Linked DNA regions of Sus scrofa: region 1 is linked to region 2. Evidence: chromatin contacts called from public HiChIP or PLAC-seq data. All regions are on one chromosome and are shown on one strand. The core of a region is the stretch at or near the end of the contact, and the rest is flanking DNA. Distances in the headings are between cores, read along the strand shown. Region 1 holds the start of LOC100625971 (zinc finger protein 613). Region 2 holds the start of LOC100737585.

Region 1 (2,700 bases), core at 169-2,668, 140 kb before region 2:
CAAGGCCAGGGATTGAACTTGCAACCTCATGGATCCTAATCAGGTTCATTAACCACTGAGCCACGAAGGGAACCCCCAGTGATATCATATATTTGCCTTTCTCTGACATAAATCATGACTTCTAACAGATTATCATCAGCATACCCAGACCCAAACTCAGATTCCCATGATTCTCAGTGACCACTGGAGACCCTCAAAGACAAGAAACAAAACTGCCCCAAGAACTAACCTACCCACAAGGACACCCCACTCACTGACCATCTGGAATGATGCCCCAGTCGCTGACCCGCATCCCCTACCTATGTCCCAAACACTCACCTAAGCCAAGGACATTAAAAAACACCAAACTGCCAGTCAAAGCGGTGTCAATCACTTACCTCCCACCATGGGCATTCCCATTAGTGAATTTTCCAGAGAGCTCTCAATCACTCACTTATACCCCAAGGATTCCCCAGTCGCTGACCTTCCTCCAGGGATTCGCCAATCGCTGACATCCCTCTAAGGCTTCCAAAGCAGATCTTCCCCCAGAAGACCTTTTCAGGCTCAGACACGCCCTCAAAGAAACCTCAATTCCTGACTTCCTACAGGGACAACCCAATCACTGATGTCCTGTCATTCACCCCCAATCAATAATCTTCCCCCCAAAGATGCTCCTGTTACTGACCTCTTCACCCAAGTGCATCCCAGTCACTGACCCACTCCCTAGGTCGTGGCAAACACTGATTTGCCTCCAATGCCACCCAGCCACTGACTTCTCCCACAAAGAGTAACCCCACGCCAACTCCAATCTTTCCCAATATCCTGACCCTCTGCAGGCCATCCTCATTTCTGACCATCCCGCTTCCTGAACCATGGAATGCATCCCCTGTCCTACAAGGGCTCGCTCCTCTCACCGACTCCCCGTAGCCCTCCCCTACCTCAAAGCTCGTATCTCCGCAAAGCTCAAACTACTTCTGCTCCCAGAACGCGAAACTGAGACCCTACCCCCCAAGTAGATCCTTCGTGCACCAGCTGATTCACAAACTTAGCTGTTCCTCCTCGGAAATCGAGTTTAGCTTCCGTAGCATTCGAGTCTGTAGGCCGCCAACCTTCGATCGACGAAGATTCCCTTTAGCTTTCACGTCTTTTAGACAAAGACACTGTGACAGAGTATGGCAGCGCCCTGGCGGTGGGAACCGCCATCTTGGAAGATCTGCCGTACAACCACTTTTCCTGCCCCCCAAAACTTGTCGGCTTAACGCCAATCGCAATGTCGCACAGGGCAGTGCGCGTGCTCTAGCCCATCTCCGGGGAGACCCGGGTCTCAACCCAGAAAGGCGCCGCAACCCCAAAGATGTCCACTTCCACTTTGTCTCTTCTACGTACCAAGCTACACAACCACAGTGGGCGCGGCCATCTTAAAAAAGGTGCGCACATCCTTAAGGGAAAAGGAAGCGACCTTTAGGGAGTTGGGAGCCCGTGGAGTGGTTTCCAGGAATGCTTTTCCAGAACAGCGTAGGGTTTGGAGAAGTCAGGGTGGTACCAGGGAGGTAGCATGTCCCACTGTGGGCCCAGAGTAAACAAATTTTGTTAAAGGAAAAGACTGGTGGTGAAAGTTTGGTGACACCTCCAGGGAGAAAGGTGAGAGCGCTGTTGGGAGGATAGAGCTGATAGCGAGGGAGGGGTTTTGTTTCTGACCTGACTGAGGTGGAGGGTGGTCAAATGGGGAGGAATAGAGGGCCAGAAACTCTTGGTAGAAATTTCTGTGCAGACTTTATTTCAATTCAATTTTTTTTTTTTTTTGGTCTTTTTTTCTTTTCTAGGGCCGCACCTGCGGCATATGGAGGTTCCCAGGCTAGGGGTCTAATCAGAGCTGTAGCCGCCTACCTACACCACAGCCACAGCAATGCCAGCTGCAAGCCATCTCCGTGACCTACACCACATCTCACTGGCAACGCTGGATCCTTAACCCACTGAGCGAGGCCAGGGATCGAACCCGCAACCTCAGGGTTCCTAGTTGGATTCCTTAACCACTGTGCCACGATGGGAACTCCCCAATTCAGTCATTTTTACATGCTTTTTCTAGTGAAGAAATTAGTAGAATTGGAATTACTGAAATTAGTAGAACTTTCATTCAATGAGAATGAAAACTTTTAATTGGATTGATTTTTTTTCCAGGTTGTTGTGCAAAAATGTTCTATTAATGAATACATTTTACCGGCTGTTATCCATCCTCCCCCAAGAACTCCAACTGAAAAGTAAGAGCTAATTTTTATTAAGTGTATACACATTTTTTTTTGAATGAGGGACTATTTCAAACATAATAGTAACATGATCTTAATATTCTGAAAGCTATTGATGGTGGACATAAGTATTACCCTTATTTTAGATTGGGGGTGGTGGGGTGCTGATTCTGTCAGAGTGCCTGTTTCCTAACCACCTCATCAATCTTTTAATCTTTGCACATGCTAAGGGTGAATAAACATTTTATAAGTTGTGTATTTATTTTCTATGTTAGGTTGGTTATCTTTTTCTTAATCATATTGCGGCTGTTTATATCAATTCAACTTCCATTCTCCCCATCCTAGAGCAACCGCTATCTTACTTTCGGTCTCTATAGATTTGCCTATTCTGGGTATTTTATATGTTCAGTCATATGATAGGTGGTTTTTGTAACTGGCTTCTTTCACTTAGCATAATGCTTTCAAGGTTCATCCATGT
Region 2 (2,700 bases), core at 55-2,554:
TGACTTGCGCCACAGCTCATGGCAATGCCGGATCCTCATAGAGACTAGTTGGATTTGAGCCACAAAGGGAAATCCTGTTTGTTTTTTTAATGGTACCCACAGCCTATGGAAGTTCTGGGGCCAGAGGTTGCATCCAAGTGGCAGCTGCAACCATGTGGGATCCTTTAACCCACTGCGCTGGGCTTGGGGTCTAACCTGCACCTCTGCAGCAGGCAGGGTGCAATTACATTCTTCACCCACTCGCCATAGCAGGAGTTACTATTTTTAGTTTTTTGAGGAACTTACATTCTGTTGTCCATAGTGGCTGCACCATTGTACATTCCCATCAACACATAGGAACTGTTGCCTTTCTCCACACGCCCTCCAGCCTATGTTATTTGTAGACTTTATAAGATGGTCATTCTGACTTTGTGAGGCGGTCTTTCATTGCAGGTTTGATTTGCAATTCTCTGATTATTAGTGATGACTGTACTTCCCCGAGGTCCCAATCCCAGTCAAAATTTAGGCTTGTCTCAGCTCTCTCTTTTCCTCTAGAATGTCATCACCTGTTTCACACTGCCAGTTTTTAAAAAAAATCTTATTCGGGCCTTAAAAGCTGCTTCCTGGAGTTCCCGTCGTGGCGCAGTGGTTAACGAATCCGACTAGGAACCATGAGGTTGCGGGTTCGGTCCCTGCCCTTGCTCAGTGGGTTAAACGATCCGGCGTTGCCGTGAGCTGCGGTGTAGGTTGCAGACGCGGCTCGGATCCCACGTTGCTGTGGCTCTGGCGTAGGCCGGTGGCTACAGCTCCGATTAGACCCATAGCCTGGGAACCTCCATATGCCGCGGGAGAGGCCCAAGAAATAGAAAAAAAAAAAAAAAAAAAAAAAAAAAAAGCTGCTTCCTGCAAGAAATTTACCTCCAAATCTTTCTGCGGATGTCCGATTACCTTTTCTTTTTCCAGAGTTCATTTTCTGCTGCTACACCAGCAGTTTAACTCTTTGTCAGTTTCTAAACCCGACCCCAATATAAAGTATAAAATAAAGGCCACCGGGATATTCCTTTACTGCTCAGTCCCCAAGGCGAAGTTTAAGTAGCTCCATACTTTCTTTAGAAACCTCGCGTTTCTGAAAATCGGCTCATTTCCTAAAGTGTGGACGTGGCAAAAAATGAGATTAAATTCAGCGGCTTCTCACTTTCCCAGCCACCCCAGGTTCCCTCCCGGAAGCCCGCACCCTCGGCCTTTTGTACGTAAAGTGTCCCAACGTGGCCGCCCACTGGCGCCCCGGCGACCGGGCGCAGACATATTGCCTTTCTAGGAACTACCGGAAACCCGTTCTTCCGCGTTTCCACAAACGTCTCAGACCCAATTCAGCCGCCGTAGGTGGACGGAAAATGTGTGCGACAGCCAAGTAGAAGCGGTTCTTGGAAGGTGTTAGGTTTAGACTCCTCTTGCTGGCTGGAGAAAATCCGGTCAGTGTGTGCATTTGTCCCTTGAAGTTTTGTGTGTGTGTGTGTGTGTGTGTTTTGACCCATAGAAGGTTTGTCTCTTACAGGGTGATGTCAACGCATAGGGTGGACGCCGTGTAATGTGGACTTAACGGAACAATTGCCGAGTCTGGTGAGAATCACCAAAGTAGAAGTATTTGAGAGTAACCGGGACCCGTCTGTCTGTGGTTGGAGTACCTTGCGGAGGGTGGTCTTTAGAACGATTAAGAATTTGTGGAGATCAGCAACCAAGTCCGGATCAGCAGGGTATGGGGGTCTTTGCAAATCACTTTGTTAAGGGTGCAGGTCGTATTTATGATGAACACAGGTTTTGGTTGAGGTTCGAGAATTAATATGGGGTTCGGTGTTATTGGTGCTTCCTTGGATGGTCATCTAATGGGTGTCTGGTCCAGATTTCGGATTAACAAGGGAGTGTGTAGTCCGTGTCTGTCGTACAGAGAAACTTGCTAGGTTTGGGCGCCTAGGATTCCTGGCTGTTAGTTGGGTTGAGGTTCCAACCTCGACCGCTGGGTACCAAGGCGGTATTCTGGGAGCAGCAGTTTGAAACTGCCTGGTTTTTAGCCTTGTGTTCGGGGCTTAAGTAACTGCTGACCCAGGGACTAATCCAGCCACGCCCATCCGTTGTGTTTCTCTTTGGCTGCTTTCGCCCTGCAAAGGTAGAATTGAGTTCTCAGGACAGATTTCAACCTTCATAGTAGAAACGTATACTGTCTATCCTTTTGCAGAAAATGCTTGCCAACACCTGCCCTCATAGCAATGAATAGTGTTGCTTATTTGCCCGATGTACATTCGCGCTTTCTTCTTCTTCTTTTTTTTTTTTTTTTTTTTTGGTCTTTTTGCTTTTTCTAGGGCCGCTCCAGCGGCATATGGAGGTTCCTAGGCTAGGGGTCTAATCGGAGCCATAGCCACTGGCCTATGCCAGAGCCACAGCAACGCGGGATCCAAGCCGCGTCTGCGACCTACACCACAGCTCACGGCAACGCCGGATCTTTAACTCACTGAGCAAGGCCAGGGATTGAACCCGCAACCTCATGGTTCCTAGTCGGATTCGTTAACCACTGCGCCACGACGGGAACTCCTCACACTTTCTTCTTTACTGACAGAATTTTCATTTTATTCATTTATTTTTTGTTTTGTTTTTCATATAATACTGGTACCATTATCTCTCCCCCCTCCCTTTTTTGCTTTTTTATTTTTATTTTTTTGCTTTTTT

What was found. HiChIP or PLAC-seq counts read pairs in DNA pulled down with a chosen protein or histone mark.
Region 1: an H3K27ac HiChIP or PLAC-seq map of alveolar macrophages shows a contact between it and region 2. The contact joins the promoter of LOC100625971 here to the promoter of LOC100737585 in region 2. A contact is called at or near these places in 1 of 5 promoter capture datasets (liver) and 1 of 2 datasets of contacts at active chromatin or transcription factors (alveolar macrophages).

The regions. Positions count from the first base shown.
Region 1 is chr6:58,187,829-58,190,528 of Sscrofa11.1, reverse strand. It overlaps LOC100625971 (zinc finger protein 613), which reads left to right and starts at 1,418. Exons shown (of 9, transcript XM_013995152.2): 1 at 1,418-1,620; 2 at 2,158-2,237. LOC100517161 (zinc finger protein 84-like) reads right to left here and starts at 1,408. Exons shown (of 5, transcript XR_002344783.1): 1 at 985-1,408.
Region 2 is chr6:58,052,160-58,054,859 of Sscrofa11.1, reverse strand. LOC100737585 reads left to right here and starts at 1,304. Exons shown (of 14, transcript XM_013998720.2): 1 at 1,304-1,451; 2 at 1,535-1,733.